2 separate regions of the Hordeum vulgare genome follow, and region 1 is linked to region 2. The links are chromatin contacts, called in public Hi-C maps. All regions are on one chromosome and are shown on one strand. The core of a region is the stretch at or near the end of the contact, and the rest is flanking DNA. Distances in the headings are between cores, read along the strand shown. Region 1 has its middle 57 kb from the start of LOC123439637. Region 2 has its middle 78 kb from the start of LOC123439635.

Region 1 (7,562 bases), core at 1,608-4,107, 340 kb after region 2:
GGTCGTAGACCCTGTACCCCTTCGTCCCTGGTTCATATCCCAGGAACACTCCGGCGACAGTGCGATCTGAGAGTTTGCTGACGCCGGGGCCGACCACCTTGACGTGCGCCACACAACCAAAAATGCGGAAATAGTCAACAGATGGTTTCTTCTTACGCCATGCCTCATATGGTGTCATCCCCTGCAAGCTTCTTCTCGGTGATCGATTCAAAATGTGCACAGCCGTTCTCACGGCTTCGCCCCAGAACTCGCTCGGGACCCCCATGCTCTTCATGAGACTGCGCGCCATCTCCACCACGGTTTGGTTGCACCGCTCGACAACACTATTCTGCTGGGGCGAGTATGGAGCCGTGGTGTGACGGAGGATGCCAGCCTCCTCCCAGTATGCGGTGAAGTCGGTGGAGTTGAATTCGCCCCCCGATCGGTGCGGAACGCCCTGAGCCTGACACCGCTCTGTGTTTCTGCCTCCGCTTTGATCTTCCTGAAACGCCGGAACGCCTCGTCCTTGCTTCTGAGCGCTTCCACCCACATATATCTGCTATAGTCATCAACTATCAACAAAAAAATACTTGTTACCGCTCATGGTCGCCGGCGTGATGGGGCCGCAGAGGTCGCCGTGCACCAGGTCAAGGCCATGCTCTGCTCGGTACGGTGAGGCGCGGGGAAACGGCGTGCGGTGCATCTTCCCGATCGTACATCCCTCGCAGAACTGCTCCACATGCTTGATCGCCGGCATGCCCCTCACCATCCCCTTAGTGCCGAGGTCGTGCAGTGCTCGGAAGTGCAGATGGCCGTACCTCCCATGCCAGTGCCAGGCTTCATCGCCGCCCGTCGCCATGAGGCACGCGGGAGCAGCCAAGTTCAGAGCCACGGCATAGAGCCGGTTGCTCGTCCGCTGCACCCGCGCCAGGAGCACCTGTTGTCGATCATACAGACAGAGCACACCCCCCTGGATCAGAGACTTGCATCCATGTTCATCGAGTTGTCCGGGGCTTACAATGCTTGTGCGCAACTGGGGTATATAGTATACGTCCGTGAGAGCGCGGTGCTCTCCGTTCTTGTAGGAGAACATCACCACGCCACGCCCGCGGATATGCACGACAGAGCCGTCGCCAAAACGCACCGCCCCATGCACACCTTCGTCGAGCTCCGTGAGCATATCGCGGCGGCCCGTCATATGGTTGCTAGCGCCGGTGTCGAGGTACCAGCAATCATCATCTGTGGCCACCGGCACCACACGCGCCTTGTTGAGAAAGATCTCGTCAGAGGGTGCGCTCGGGTTGGCCATAGTGATCGGCACAGCCTCCATAGCGCATGTGGCCAGGAGTAGACCGGGCTGCTCGACGTCAGCCACGGCGACGTTCGCCTGCTAGTCCTACTGCTCACGTTGTTCACGCTCCTTCTTACGGCACTCCTTCACCCAGTGGCCCTGGATCCCGCAGTAGCGGCAGTTGCCCTTTCGCCGGGGAGTCGTCTGACCCCCGTTGCCGCGGCCGCCACCTTGGCCACGTCCACCTCCTCCTTGGAAGTTCTTAGGCTTCCCGTTTCCGCGCCCGCGTCGATCTCCCGAGCCTGAAGGCAAGCCTCCCTGTTCCAGCTGCTTTTCCCGAGCCCGCCATTCATCGGCGATAAACAGCAGCTGCGTACCCGGGGCAGGTGTCTCCTCACGTTCGCGCTCCTCGACGACGAGCAGACGCCCGCACAGCTCCTCGAGGGAGAGCTGTTTGGTGTCTACCAGGGACTCTATCGCCACAGCCATTTCTCTATATGGCCGCGGGACCGTGCGTAGTACCTTGAGGATTTCTTTGTGTTCGTCCACGGGATCACCAAGAACTTAGAGCTCGTCGATGATCGTCCTGAGCCTCATGACATAGGACTCGATGCCCTCGCCGTCCTTGTACCGCATGCCTTCGTATTCAGAGCGGCGGGTCTGCGCCTTTGCCTCGCGAACGCGCTCGACGCCGACGCGCATCGTCTTCAGTGTGTCCCATGCCTCCTTGGCAGTGGCCTTCCCACCGAGGACTTGCATCATGTCTGGCGGTACAGCCTTGAGGAGGGCGATCATGGCGCGTCAATCGTCGCGGTCCGAGCCTTCGCCCGTGTCCACAACCTGCCAGAGCTCGTCAGCTTGTAGCTGCAACTTGGTGATCATCGCCCAGTCGTTGTAGTTTGTCCGCGTGAGCATCATCGGAGGGCCGCCGCCGCCGCCGTGTACGACGCGCTCGACGACGCGCACTCCTGATCCCTCCGCGGTGGTGAGGCGCGCCAAGGGCCTCTCCAGAGCCGCCGCGTCCGCAGCAGCTTTCTTCGTCACCTTCGTCCCCTCATCGTCGCTGCCAGTCATTGCTCCGGCGGATCAGACACCGCCGGTCACCTGGTCGGATCGAACATCGCCCAAGGGTCTGATGCCAATTGTAGTTGCAACTGCCTGGCTAACCCTATGCGCAAGAACAGGATCGGACCGAGAGTGGATGCGAGAGGTGGAAGAAGCTTGTTGTGTTGCGAACTGCCACTGCAGCTTTTCGTGGTTTTCTGTTATTGATGGCCAGCTCAAATGGAGCGGCTAAGTTCCAAGGAAATGGTCTCCCCACGACAGACTTACAGATCGTGCCATCCCACGATGTCTACCGAGATCAACCCTACAATCTCGCCACGACCTGCGTGATCCATGCCATCCCACGGCGCGTCGTCGGACGAGCTACAAATGCGCTGAAAAAGAAAACTACCTGAAGCATGTACGTGCACAACAAACACGCTCACACACTGAACTTATTTGCACTACCAGCACTAGGCAAGCTAACATGAAATACTAAGGAAAGCAGCTGATTACCTATCAAAACCGACGTGGCAAGGCGGGGCGGCCACAGGGTCACTTACGGGAGGGGCCCGTGTTGACCTTCTCCCCCCTCTATCTCTCCTCCCTCCTTACCTTCTTCCTCCCCCCGACAGGGAAACAGAGGAGGAGCGGGGGCGCTTAGCCGCCGGCGCTGCCGTCGCCTCGCTGCCCGAGGGCACCGGCCGTGGAGCGCAGGGGCACCGCCACTCCCTGCTGCACCCGAGGGTGGCCGCGGGCTCGCCTGAGGCGGCCTACGGCGTCCTCGCCACTGACAGGGCCGCGCCAGATGAGGAGCTACCGGGGAACCTCGCCGGCGTGGTTTCCCGACGAAGAGGAGGGCGGTGGCGACCCTGCAAGATCCTGGGGGTTCTCTGCCCGCGGATAGAAGAGAGGGAGAGAGCCACAGAGCCGGAATCGCCGCGGAGGTCCGGCGGAGGCCTTCGGCCATTGGAGGGGGTGGGGAGCTCCGGGACTCGAAAGAAAGGGGCTGGGGCTTGCTGTAGGGGAGGGGGCTTCGGGGCATGCCTAAAATAGGCCCGGGAAGAAGCCACGCGACGGTAGCCGAAGCTCCAAGACGGCGGCTCTGCGACCGCGTCGCAACCGAGCGTCGGGGCCGACCACAGGCTAGGAGACGAGGGGGCGAGGACTCTGGAGGGTACATGCGTGCGGTGGGGAGCTCTTCGGCGCTCGCGGACAAGCCGGAGCTTCCTGGAGAGGAGCTCCCGTCGCGGTCAATGCACAGAGCGCCATTTTGGCATGCTCTGAGCATGGTCACCACGTGCACTACGTGCTCTGGTGTTCCACTGCTCCCCAAACCATGTCAGCAATGGAGTCCCTTCATGGAATAGTCCCCCAGAGGTGATGGCTCAAAGAAAAAGAGTGTGGCTGGATGGGAATGATCACCTGAATTTTCCTGCACCAGATTTGGACACCACATGGTGATCAACAGGAAGGAGATAAGGTCAAAATATTATGTCTGGGAGGCTTAGGGTAGGAAGGACTACAATCCTATGAATTTTGAGAAGAAGAGGATCAAGTTTTAATATAGTTACTTTGCAACTCACCAATCTGGTCCAGAATGGGGATTTTGATGTGTCACTCACATACATGCTTGGATGAAGCTGAAAATTGGAGGAGATAAATATTTTGGAGATGAGATGATGGTTTATAAAATTCATGCCATCTTGATAAGCCCAAATGGCACTTCCTTCATACAGTTTCTCTCCAGACAGAAACTTAGAAGAATTACTGGGAATAATTGGCTAAATAAATGGGTTCAAAATTGGTTTAGCAAGGTTTTATAGATAGGAGAATGTCCTGGTAACAATTCAGAATTTATGGAGCAATATAAAATATAGTTGCTTCAAAAATCCAAATAATGACCAGAGACAAATATTTGATGCTATGGTCACATGGTTGAATATGTGATGCTCAAATTTGGTGGAGAGACATTATTTTAGCATATTGAGATGATGGCAAAGATTCAACTCATTTGAGAACCCATAGCTAGCACTTGCTTCACAAAGCTTTCTCTAGATCAGAAACTTTGGAAATTTTCCAAGAAATATTTACTAGATAATTTGATTTGAATTTTGTCATGAGGAAATGATATCGCTAGGAAAGAGTGCCCACAAATTTTTCGAGCAATCAAGAAAATAAAAAGGGTACTTGCTTCACAACTTGACAGATAGGGTAGAATCAGAAATGGAATTATTGAGGAATATTTTTTAACATGGCAAAGAAATATTTTGTCATATATAAGGAAGATATGACCCAATAGATTTATGAGAATTATTTAAGAATTTTTGGAGAGATATAAATGGGGGTTGCTTCACAACTCAAGGCAAACAGGATTATTCCTTTAAAAGAAAAAGGAATATTCCCATGGAAAGGAATCTTGGGATTGGCTCAAGATGGAAATGGCTAGGTCTTGGGGTGGTTTGTAGGTTGGCAAGCCACTATGAAAAAGAAAGCAAGCATAATCCTTTTAAGTTTCAAAACTATCAAACCACAGGAAAGCAAATCAAGATGAAAATCAAAGAAAAAGAAATGGGCAAAATCCAGGGTGTTACAAACCTACCCCCCTTAAAAAAATCTCGTCCTCGAGATTTGATTGCTCAAGGCTCAATATCCTTTCTTGAGGAAACTGTTTCCAACTCGGGTTTCCTTCTTTCCTTAGAATGATACTTTCGGTAACATCTTTGCTGACTCACTATCTGGCCTCAGGGTGGTTTGTTTCACCGGATCCTCATATGTTACTCTAACTTTCATCTGTTTATATATATGCTGACTTAACTGTCGGAGATTCTGGTAGAGATATCTTGTTACAGCAAACTATCTTTTGACGGATTCCCATATGTGCAGACACATGCTTCGAGGTTGTTGCCCCACATTCTGGTCGTTTCGTTTGTCGTCATCTTTAAATGAATAGTAGGCCATGCAACGTTGCATCATTATTGTCGTAATCTAACTGTTGTGTGGTCTTCATAGATCTGAATATTCCGATCTGAGCATATGTGGTTGGGCTGAGCGAATTGACTCGATATAGGGTCTTTGCAATTTGAATAGACTCCATCAGTGTGTTCCCACGGTGTTTGATATCGAACCAGACTGTCTTGAATATATGCATTATGTTGGTCTTGCAACTATTATCATACCTGTATGGGCAATCTTGCTCTTTCATTATAGTTCTTTTTTGCATGGATCCTTAGCTGAAAGAACTTGGTCTCATGTACCCCTTATTCCTTCGGATGACCATGGGTGCTGCCAGGTACCATGTTCTCGCAGGCATATTGCTTAACAAGTTGTAGCTGTGGGATAACGACCGTTTGAGCCCTTGGATAAAACCGGCAAATAAACCAGTAGCCACCAGAACGGTCTTTACAACTCAGATCTGGGACATTACTAGAGTAACTCAACCCCGACTCAAGACGGTTGAAAAGGAGCTGAGAGCATGGGACGATGTCGATAAGAAGAAAGTAGCAGTTCCCTAAGACGGCCGAGAAACAGCTCAGAGCATAGGATTACTACTACGAAAAGAAACTCAACAACTGCCCGAGACGGCCGAAAAGCAGCTCAGAACACGAGCCAGTTGTTGACAAGAGAAATAAAAGTTGGCATCCACCCCGGACGGCTGAAAATAGCTCAGAACACAGGCGTGGTGCCGTTTACCAAAGAAAGACGGGCAAGGGTTCATTCGTGTCCCATACCGCTTTTCCATAGGTTATTGGTCATCTCACTGAAGTGTATAACTGGCGTCCTTCTTTACATATAGCTTATGCAATAGTCGGATTTCTCATTGGGTTGTCACCGTTGTATGATTAACTCATATGGCCTTGGTAACGTGGCCACCATATATATTGGGTCTATGTGGCTGAGTGCTTGATTCCTGAAGCAGGCTGGTGTCTTGACTGACTATTTTGTCTTCTGACCAACTGTGGCGGATTTAATCCTTGAGATGCACGATGATATGCTGCCAACTGTTAGTGTAATAACTTGTACCAGTGAGAATGCGATACCTTTCCAACAAGGGCTTACTTAGCTTGTTTGTAAGTCATCGAGGGTATCGTGTCTAGGAAGACTGGGTAGCTTGTGCTTGGCGCTTCGATCGGGATAGCTTCTTGAAGAAGCATGGGTACCATATTTCAAGTGCTTTCCTTCCTTGAAGACTTGCTGGATAAGAATCGGTGCCTTATGCTATAAGCTTGCTGTGATTTCTTACTGGAGAAGCATGGGTGTCTTTGAACAAGGAGTCGTGTGTCACATTGAGGAGGTCACCTGAATCTTGTGCCATAAGCTTTTTGGGTAGCTTGCGGGGATAGATTGGGTTGCTTATACTTGAAGCGTCCTTTTGCAATATGCAAGCTAAATGCATGCATATATCCTTAACGTTCCTGTTGTTGGTTACCTGTGGTATGCAATAGCGTATTCGGCTAACCCCCTTCCTAGACACTAAGTTCATAGCTCATTCTGACTTCCATTCGTAGTGTAGCCGGTTTTAAATTTTATTCATGACAGACTCTACCATGTATATGAATTATACCTTTGGCTCGAACTGTACGCATCTCTTCCTTCTTGTTGATTCCATGTTTGTTGCTGAAAAAGTTGCACGGATGTATACTTGATGCTGTTAATTCATCTGGTCGGGATACCATTTATATTCGGGCTCGATATTCCTGATATAATGCATTCTGCTGAAAATTCCATATCGCTGAACTGAGCTTCCGACTGTCTGTCTCTTCACTGTTTCCTTTGAGTCCAATGTCGGTGAGCAATTTCCATAAGGGGAAAATAAGGTAACACCAAGGGCCCAAAGAAAGAAGCAACCGACAAACAAAGCAGCAAAAATCTCATACTGTAATAGCATACTCGACATGTATTCACAACAATGATATGCATTCCTACTTAAGCACAAAAATCTCGCAAAAACTCCGGTACTACGATCTAACATGCTATGGCGGTGTGCACGAAGGTGAATCAATGTGTGGAAGGGGGTCGGTGTAAACAAAGCTACACCAAACAAGGGCTTACACCGGTTCCGTCTGGACAGACACGGTGGCAAGGACGAACTTGGTGAGCGTGGGTCGGAGCACAGGGTCTCGACCATGTCATCATCAAGCGTACACAAGAGAACCGTACTCGTCCAGAGAATGGATGGCAGGAGAGGATAACTATGAAAAGAAGAGCTTGCGGGCATTGCCCTTTTCTGATAATCAAGATCAGTAAG
Region 2 (7,166 bases), core at 2,504-5,003:
CTAACAAATTCTCCAAAGAAACCTACTGGGAGAATTAGTTGCACCTCTTCAACCTCTCCAATACAGGACGCCAAACCCTTAACCGCATGGTTCAATGAGGAACTTCTCCGGCGGACGGTGTATGTGAGCCCACACAACAAGCTTGTCGAGTTTTATCGTGTTAGGGTTCTTGAATCCATCATATTCCTTCAGGATCAGAGCCTACTCTCTAAATAGCCATGGCCCCTCGAACATCGCCTTGTTCAAGTCTCCCAAGCAGCCAAATTGACTCGTGAACATGTTATCCTTTATCTTCCTCCAGACTACTGGTTTTGCAGGGTTCCAGGCTGCCCTCGTTTCACCATACATAGCATTAAGGTTGAAATTTTTTGGAGTACGAGCACGCGCAATCGGAGCCACTTCGCGTGTTCCATCAAGTCCGACAGCTCATCCTCCCACATGAAGTCATCTTCTTCCTCCTCCTATAGCGTAAGCCGAGCCAGCAACTCCTCTGCTAACTCCTTTTTGTTCCTTAATTATGATCCTGAGTCCTGCTCCATCCTCACAGCGGATCCGATCACGCCGCCCACACCCTGCAAAAATCCTCGACCATGGTCACATAGGATCACCAGGATCCCCCTTGATCAGCGCGAGTCCAAGGACATCACAAGGCACGAGGCCGATGCAAGTATGGAAAGATTCCGACGACGATTGCTGGAAGAGATCGAAACCCTGGGGGTTTTTGCCTAAGGAAGAGATTATGGAAATGTCCAACATGGGGATTACTATCTCCAAATGAGATTGTGTGCAAGGTTCAACGTGGACTTTTTTAAGAAAGAAAACCAGGATCGGGAGAATGCACTAATTGCTCAAATGGGCTGGCTAATCTTCACTTTGCTTCGCTAAATCCTATGCGAACCAATGACATTTGGACGCAAGTGAGCGGGAACTCCTATGCGCCGCTTGTTGCGGCGAATTGCCGAGAGGATGCACAGGCACGACTCCAGTTTGGCCGACCCATTACCATAACACAGTAAAAAAATCCTAAAAAAAGAGTGCTTGAGGGAGGGATCAAACAAGGGACCTCATGTTGCTTATGCACGAGCTTAACCAAATAAATAGATAAGCTTTCTTGGTTAACTATGGCGTGTGAACCTAAAGGTAATTAGATCCGAAAAGTTTTATCAAATTCCAAATGTGGAGATTATTTTTGAAATAAGTGTTTTTTTAAAGTGGACACTTTTCAAATTTGATAAAAAAGTATCGATCATTTTTTGAATATGAGAACAATTTTTTAATAAACTAACCACTTTTTTAAAAATCATGAACATTTTTTAATATCCAAACATTTCTTAAAAGGGAACATTTTTTGAAACTCTGAACAAAATTTTGAAACATGAATATTGTCGGAATCCGTGAACAATTTTTGAAACAAGAACATTTCTTCAAACTCAAAACAAAATTTGAAAATTAATTTTTCTTTGCGTTTTCGAACATTTTTTGAAAAACTTGACCCGTTTTTATGAAATCATGATCATTTTTTAAAACTGTGAATTATTCTTAAAAAGGAAAAGGTAACAGGAGAAAAAAATTTAAAAAATAAAAAGGAAGAACCACATTTTTTGAATTCCAAAAGAAAGTTTGGATAGGTGAACATTTTTTTAAAAATGGAAAAATAGAAATTCCTAAACAAAATTGGAAAATGTAAACATTTTTAAAATTTTGCAAATATTTTCTGAAACTCCTAAACAAAATTAGAAACAAACACAATATTGAAAATTGCGAACAAATTTTGAAATTGAAACAGATTTTGAAACTACCGAAGAAAATTGCAGTACACGATCATTTTTCTTAAATTTGCAAATGAATATTGAAAGAGGAACATTTTTTCAAACTCTTGAAGAAAATTTGAAAATACAACATTTTCTTTTGAAATGATGAACAATATTCTAAAGGTGACATTTTTTTCTAAATGTGCGATTTTTTAATAAAAAGGAAGAATTATTTTTTGAATTTGTGAACAAAAGATAATGATATAATTTTTTTTGAACTTCTGAACATTTTTTGAATTTTTGAACAAAATTCGAAATTCTCAAGAACAAGAAAGAGAAGAAATGCATTTATATAAATGAAAAAGGAAAAAAAGAAACTGAAAAAAATAAAGAAAAGAAAAAAAGAAACATGAAAAAATGTAATTGAAACAGTAGAAATTTCTCGCATAGCGGCTCCCGCTATACATAATGCATAGTTGAATCCGGGTCATGTGCACTTGTTTTGTACGGCCCAAACAGACAAAAGTTCTCTCAAATACAGCCCTTGACACACTGTTTTCGCCATTACAATGTTAATACAAATGATTTTCTGTAATCTGGACCCACATGATGCCCTTTTGAAACTTCAAATCAAACATTGCAAAATTTAGAAATTATGAAAACATTTGATACATATATAGAATGCATGTCTTTCCTGGTTTTGGTAGAAAAGATGGTAATTCACAAAGCAGTTTAAAGGGCCAAAAACCAGGAGTGGTTCTCCTCCAATCCAAAAAAAAAGGAGTGGTTCTCCGATGCACTGACCAACTTGATCAAGACTCAAGAGACTGGTTCTTCATACACTCCGGTTGGACTAAATCACCTAGACCAATGGGAGCTTCAACTATAATCAGTCCACATCCACGAAGATCGAGACGGATGGAAGTATACCGTAACAAGGTCGTTAAGTAACACGAAAAGTCAGCGAGCTTAAAATTCTCCTAAAACTGATTTTGATATATAACTTATTCCAAATACTAGTCATCCTTTTTTTTCTCGGGGGCAAATAAAAACTGTGCCAATTAGGAGGGTGTTCGGAATCTCTCCCGTTTAAAACTCCACTCCGTGGAAGGAGTCCGATTTTAGCCACTCCTCAAAATTATGCTGACGCTCCCTCCGCTCCAGGAGCCGCTGTCGTAGAGCAGAGAGGATCCGAACACGTCCTAGCTACAGGCAGGACGATTCTAAGGGGGGACTAGGGGGGCTAGACCCCCTAAGAAATTGATTTTTTCTATTATAATAATGATTGTTGTAGTTAATTTTGTTTACTTCATATAAACTTTGACCCTTTCATGAATAAATTTGACCCCCCTATGCTTGCATACTAGCTTCGTCCCTGGCTACAGGAAATAATGGACAGTGGCGTTGTCAAGCAAAGAAGCACGCAAGCTCATTTTGTCCACAGTCATCTTCACGTCACGGTCTTTGGAACAAGGCCCGCTATCTCTCTCTACAGGAGCGTGACGGGTCAGGAGGAGCACCGGAGAAAAGAAAAAAAGCTTTGCTTGGCTGCTTCCCCAAGCGTACGTACTACGTAGACTCGGAGTCGTCGTGCCCACCCCACTCACGCCCGGAAGTCGTCGTGTAACCTTCATTTCGGAGGTAACAGATGCCGGATGAAAGCTCAATCCGTTGGGTCAGGCAAGGAAGAAAACCAATTTGTCTGTGGCCGATGGTTAGTACAGTATGCACGCCGTTGTGTTTCTCAAAGATTCTACTAATGATCTACGCATGCGGGTCGTACTGGTTAGTCCATAACACGTTCAAACGTGCAGAGGATGACGATGATGGCTCTAGCAAGATCGCTGAATCATGGGCACTGAACCGAGCCACTGAGCAAGTGATGACGTGCTTGGATAGTCGATGCGCGAACGGGGACAGGCACAAGGGGACGGCGCAGGCCGGCGTTTCCACGGAGGTGGCCCGCGAGGCGGACGTGGGCGATGGGCACTTCTTTGGATCCTTGCTCGCCTGCCCGGGTTGCCCGGTCGTTTTGTTTGAATCGTCGCACGTCCTTCCAAGGGGGAAGATAACGATCCACGAATCTCAGACCTGCTGGCGTTCCGGCATGCCGAATCTACAGCGAGTTCGATCGGCCACTGACCAATCATGTCCGTGTACAGAACCATACATTATTCCATGTTGCTGACAGCGTACGTACTGATCGATCAACTGGACGATCCAGGCTCCAGCGCTAGGATTTGTTTACGACCTGCAAGCCTTGGAACCTTGCGGCCTGGTGGTTAGTTGGTTTAGCCTGCAAAACTATGCCAGTGTTGTATGTCTATATCTATACAGCCCCACTCGATTTGTCTGTAACACGTAGTTCTTTTATAGGAGGAAATCCAGGCGCACTCGATCTGTCTGTGACTACAAATTTTACATAAACATCAGGTTATATGTTAATGATAAATTATGGGGAAACTAAAATGTCGTTTAAAACTATTTATGCTTGTGAGTGAATTTATAAACCACTGTGAGGGAAGATCTCCAACCATACATAACCATTCGATTTCACCTATTATGCTAAACCAAAGACATAAATGGAACTCGCCCATTCGAGTCGAATCGAACATGGCATTTCACTCCACTTTGTTGAACAATCAAATACACCTTAAATGGCATCACCGGGACTGAGCAGATCTCCGTGGCTCCGCGCTGGCCAGCTGCTCAGTAGTGAATTATGAACCCTAACACAGATGATTTGTTGATTTTTTAATCAAGAATTAGTATATTAATACAAGATGATACCATTACATCTGGCGTCCATTACTTTCATTGAATCTCGTTTTATTCTAACACGTTATCAGCACATAGACTCTACCTGAAAGAAATCGCATGAGAGAAGCCTCCATGCATGCTTGGTGGCAACTAGATGTGGCGTCTCCATCTAGCCCTCGTGGCGGCGCCTTGATTACGTCGCTGGATGCGTTTGTACGGGGCCGTCAATCAACGTGATCCGGTGGCTAGGCGACAAAACAACGTTGCTATGACATGGTAGTACGGTAAGAGATAGTCCTCCATAAGCAAATCGAAGGCACAGACGAGCACTTCTGCAGGAGGCAACGAAACAACGGCCACCACCGCGGCACCAGCCCCGGCCGGCCTTTTCGCGTGCCGTTGGCGGAGACGACTGGGCGTAGTGAGCGCGGCGACAGCTGGCTGTGCACGGCTTCAAGCCAACTACTACGGCCACTACATTGCTCCGGTGTTGGGCGACATCAACTCGGCGGTGACATCGTCGAGAACGTATGAACAACCATGATGTAGTTCTTCTTCGACGACACACGACACCGTCCACGATGATACTCTGCAGGAATCGCTACCACGAAAAATGTCAAAGAAGACATATTAGAAAAGGGATACACGCTTCCCGGTAACTCGGCACGGCAAGTCCCCGATGATCCGTCTGAAGGCAAGGCGCCATCAGGTGCTCAGTCCGTCGAGCCACAGGAAGACGGCACAGCGCGTCTCACACGCTTGCACGTCACGGCGCTCTTCTCTTCAGCCCACCGGCATAGGGGTGACACCCAGCCAACGCGGCGGCCCTCGGCTCGTGATGTTCTTCGACTCGTACCCGAAGCGCTCTTCCCCAACGCACCCTCCCGCTGAGCGGCAGCACAAGAACACAAGAAGCATACAAATCGTGTAGGCGAGGCCACATGCATAAACAACGGCGTGTTTTCCAAACGCCATCACACACTCACGCACAAGATAAGCATTTGGGGAAACCTTATCCCTTCGGTAGGTTTGCAGTTTGGCATTTCCTAGTTTATTATTAACAGAAATACCCAGTCCTCAAGCTAGACTTTTATGTCTTTCTAAATTGCATGAAATATAATTATGTACCATCTACATCGTGAAATATCATTTGAAGCCTCATGTCCTCATATATTTACATAAAATACAAATTATTAAATTGCATCTATATGTATTACCACGGTGATACTAATGCAAAAGAATGTTTTGTGTACATTTATTCCTTCGGAATTTAAGACATGTGTGTTTAGGACAACAATTATAACTTTGCCATGGAAATTAAATTTTCTTCCAAACATTGATATAAACTCAAATAAGAGTTATAAAGTGTCATACTTAATATGACTTGCGCAAAATTTGTTTGTGAATCACAAGCTATTGATTACATCTACTACACAATTCATAGATTATTCATCATTACTGTGGGGTCTACATCTTGTCATTTTAACGAGATGATTACCTTCAAAGTGCTCTTCCAAATATTAATATTAGCTGTGACTACCTCAAGATATCATAAGGTAATACTGGCATCTACTGCATAATTTTACAGATTATCCACTATTACTGTAAGGTCTACATCATGTCATTCTCACAGATGATTACCTTCCAAGTGATTTTCTTAAATATAGCATAACATAAGGTAATAGAATTATGAACATCTACTGACAAAAGTCGGACTATGTTTTCTATTACTGCGAGATCTACGTCATATTGGTGATTATTTTCAAAGTGTTATCCTATATAAATTGAGGTTACACATATGGCTATATGGCATCAGCCATACTAAAATTTGCTCCTCTGAAGCAATTGTTGTTGTTCAGTAAAATGATTTACTATCGTAGTAAATTCATGCATGATTATTGCATGTTGAATGGTATTATCTACCAATATCAATTATTCAAGCCTCATTTTCCTTGAATATGTCATAGAAAACTATGAAAATATTTGCATATGCCTGTGATTACCTTCTACTACATTCGTAAAATGCATGGCAATGGAGCCTACATCACTATTTCTAATTATAATGTCATCCATCCATCAAGATGGATGCCATAATTTATAGCGAGTGTCTCAAACACTATTGCAAGATCCACATCACATTGTGGTTGTTATTTTCATAGTGGCTAAGCAATGTTAAAATTGCAAAGTCTATATTTTGGCTATAACTCTAAAGTCACACTTTTCTCACAAATGAAGCCCAAAACATTAGCAACGATTTTATCGCATGCACTATATTGAAGGTTTACACCCCATGTTCACCAAGCATCACCTTGAAGGATTGTGCTCAACAAGATCATTATATCAATATATTTTATTTTACTCCTAGAAGTACATTAAATAAATGCATTATAATTTTTAAGTAATGCATGGCTGTCGTTTCCAAATACAGTAGATGCATGATTTGATGGGAGTATTTATCATAAGATGATTCGTGACATCAGTCATTATATCCACATGCCGCATTTGTGGCCACTATAACTCCACCTTCGAAATATATGTCATGGCTATTCTCTTAATAGCTAAATATGTTTATATGTATTTCGTGTGTCGCCAACTTCACTTGGTTCTCAAACTAAGTACATGATGGACGAATATTTATTCATCTTGAATATTTCC

What was found. Hi-C and Micro-C count contacts between places; a contact is called where the count stands out from the background.
Region 1: a Hi-C map of leaf shows a contact between it and region 2, with 3 times the contacts expected there. The contact joins two enhancer-like sites. A contact is called at or near these places in 3 of 6 Hi-C or Micro-C datasets (leaf and seedling).

The regions. Positions count from the first base shown.
Region 1 is chr3H:113,207,559-113,215,120 of MorexV3_pseudomolecules_assembly, forward strand. No RefSeq gene overlaps it. Among protein-coding and RNA genes, the nearest start is that of LOC123439637, 57 kb to the right of the region's middle. Within about 2 kb of position 2,858, at least 3 of the 3 cell types and tissues checked have open chromatin away from gene starts, as enhancers often do. A contact at or near this core is called in leaf and seedling, where this site is marked.
Region 2 is chr3H:112,867,383-112,874,548 of MorexV3_pseudomolecules_assembly, forward strand. No RefSeq gene overlaps it. Among protein-coding and RNA genes, the nearest start is that of LOC123439635, 78 kb to the left of the region's middle. Within about 2 kb of position 3,754, at least 3 of the 3 cell types and tissues checked have open chromatin away from gene starts, as enhancers often do. A contact at or near this core is called in leaf and seedling, where this site is marked.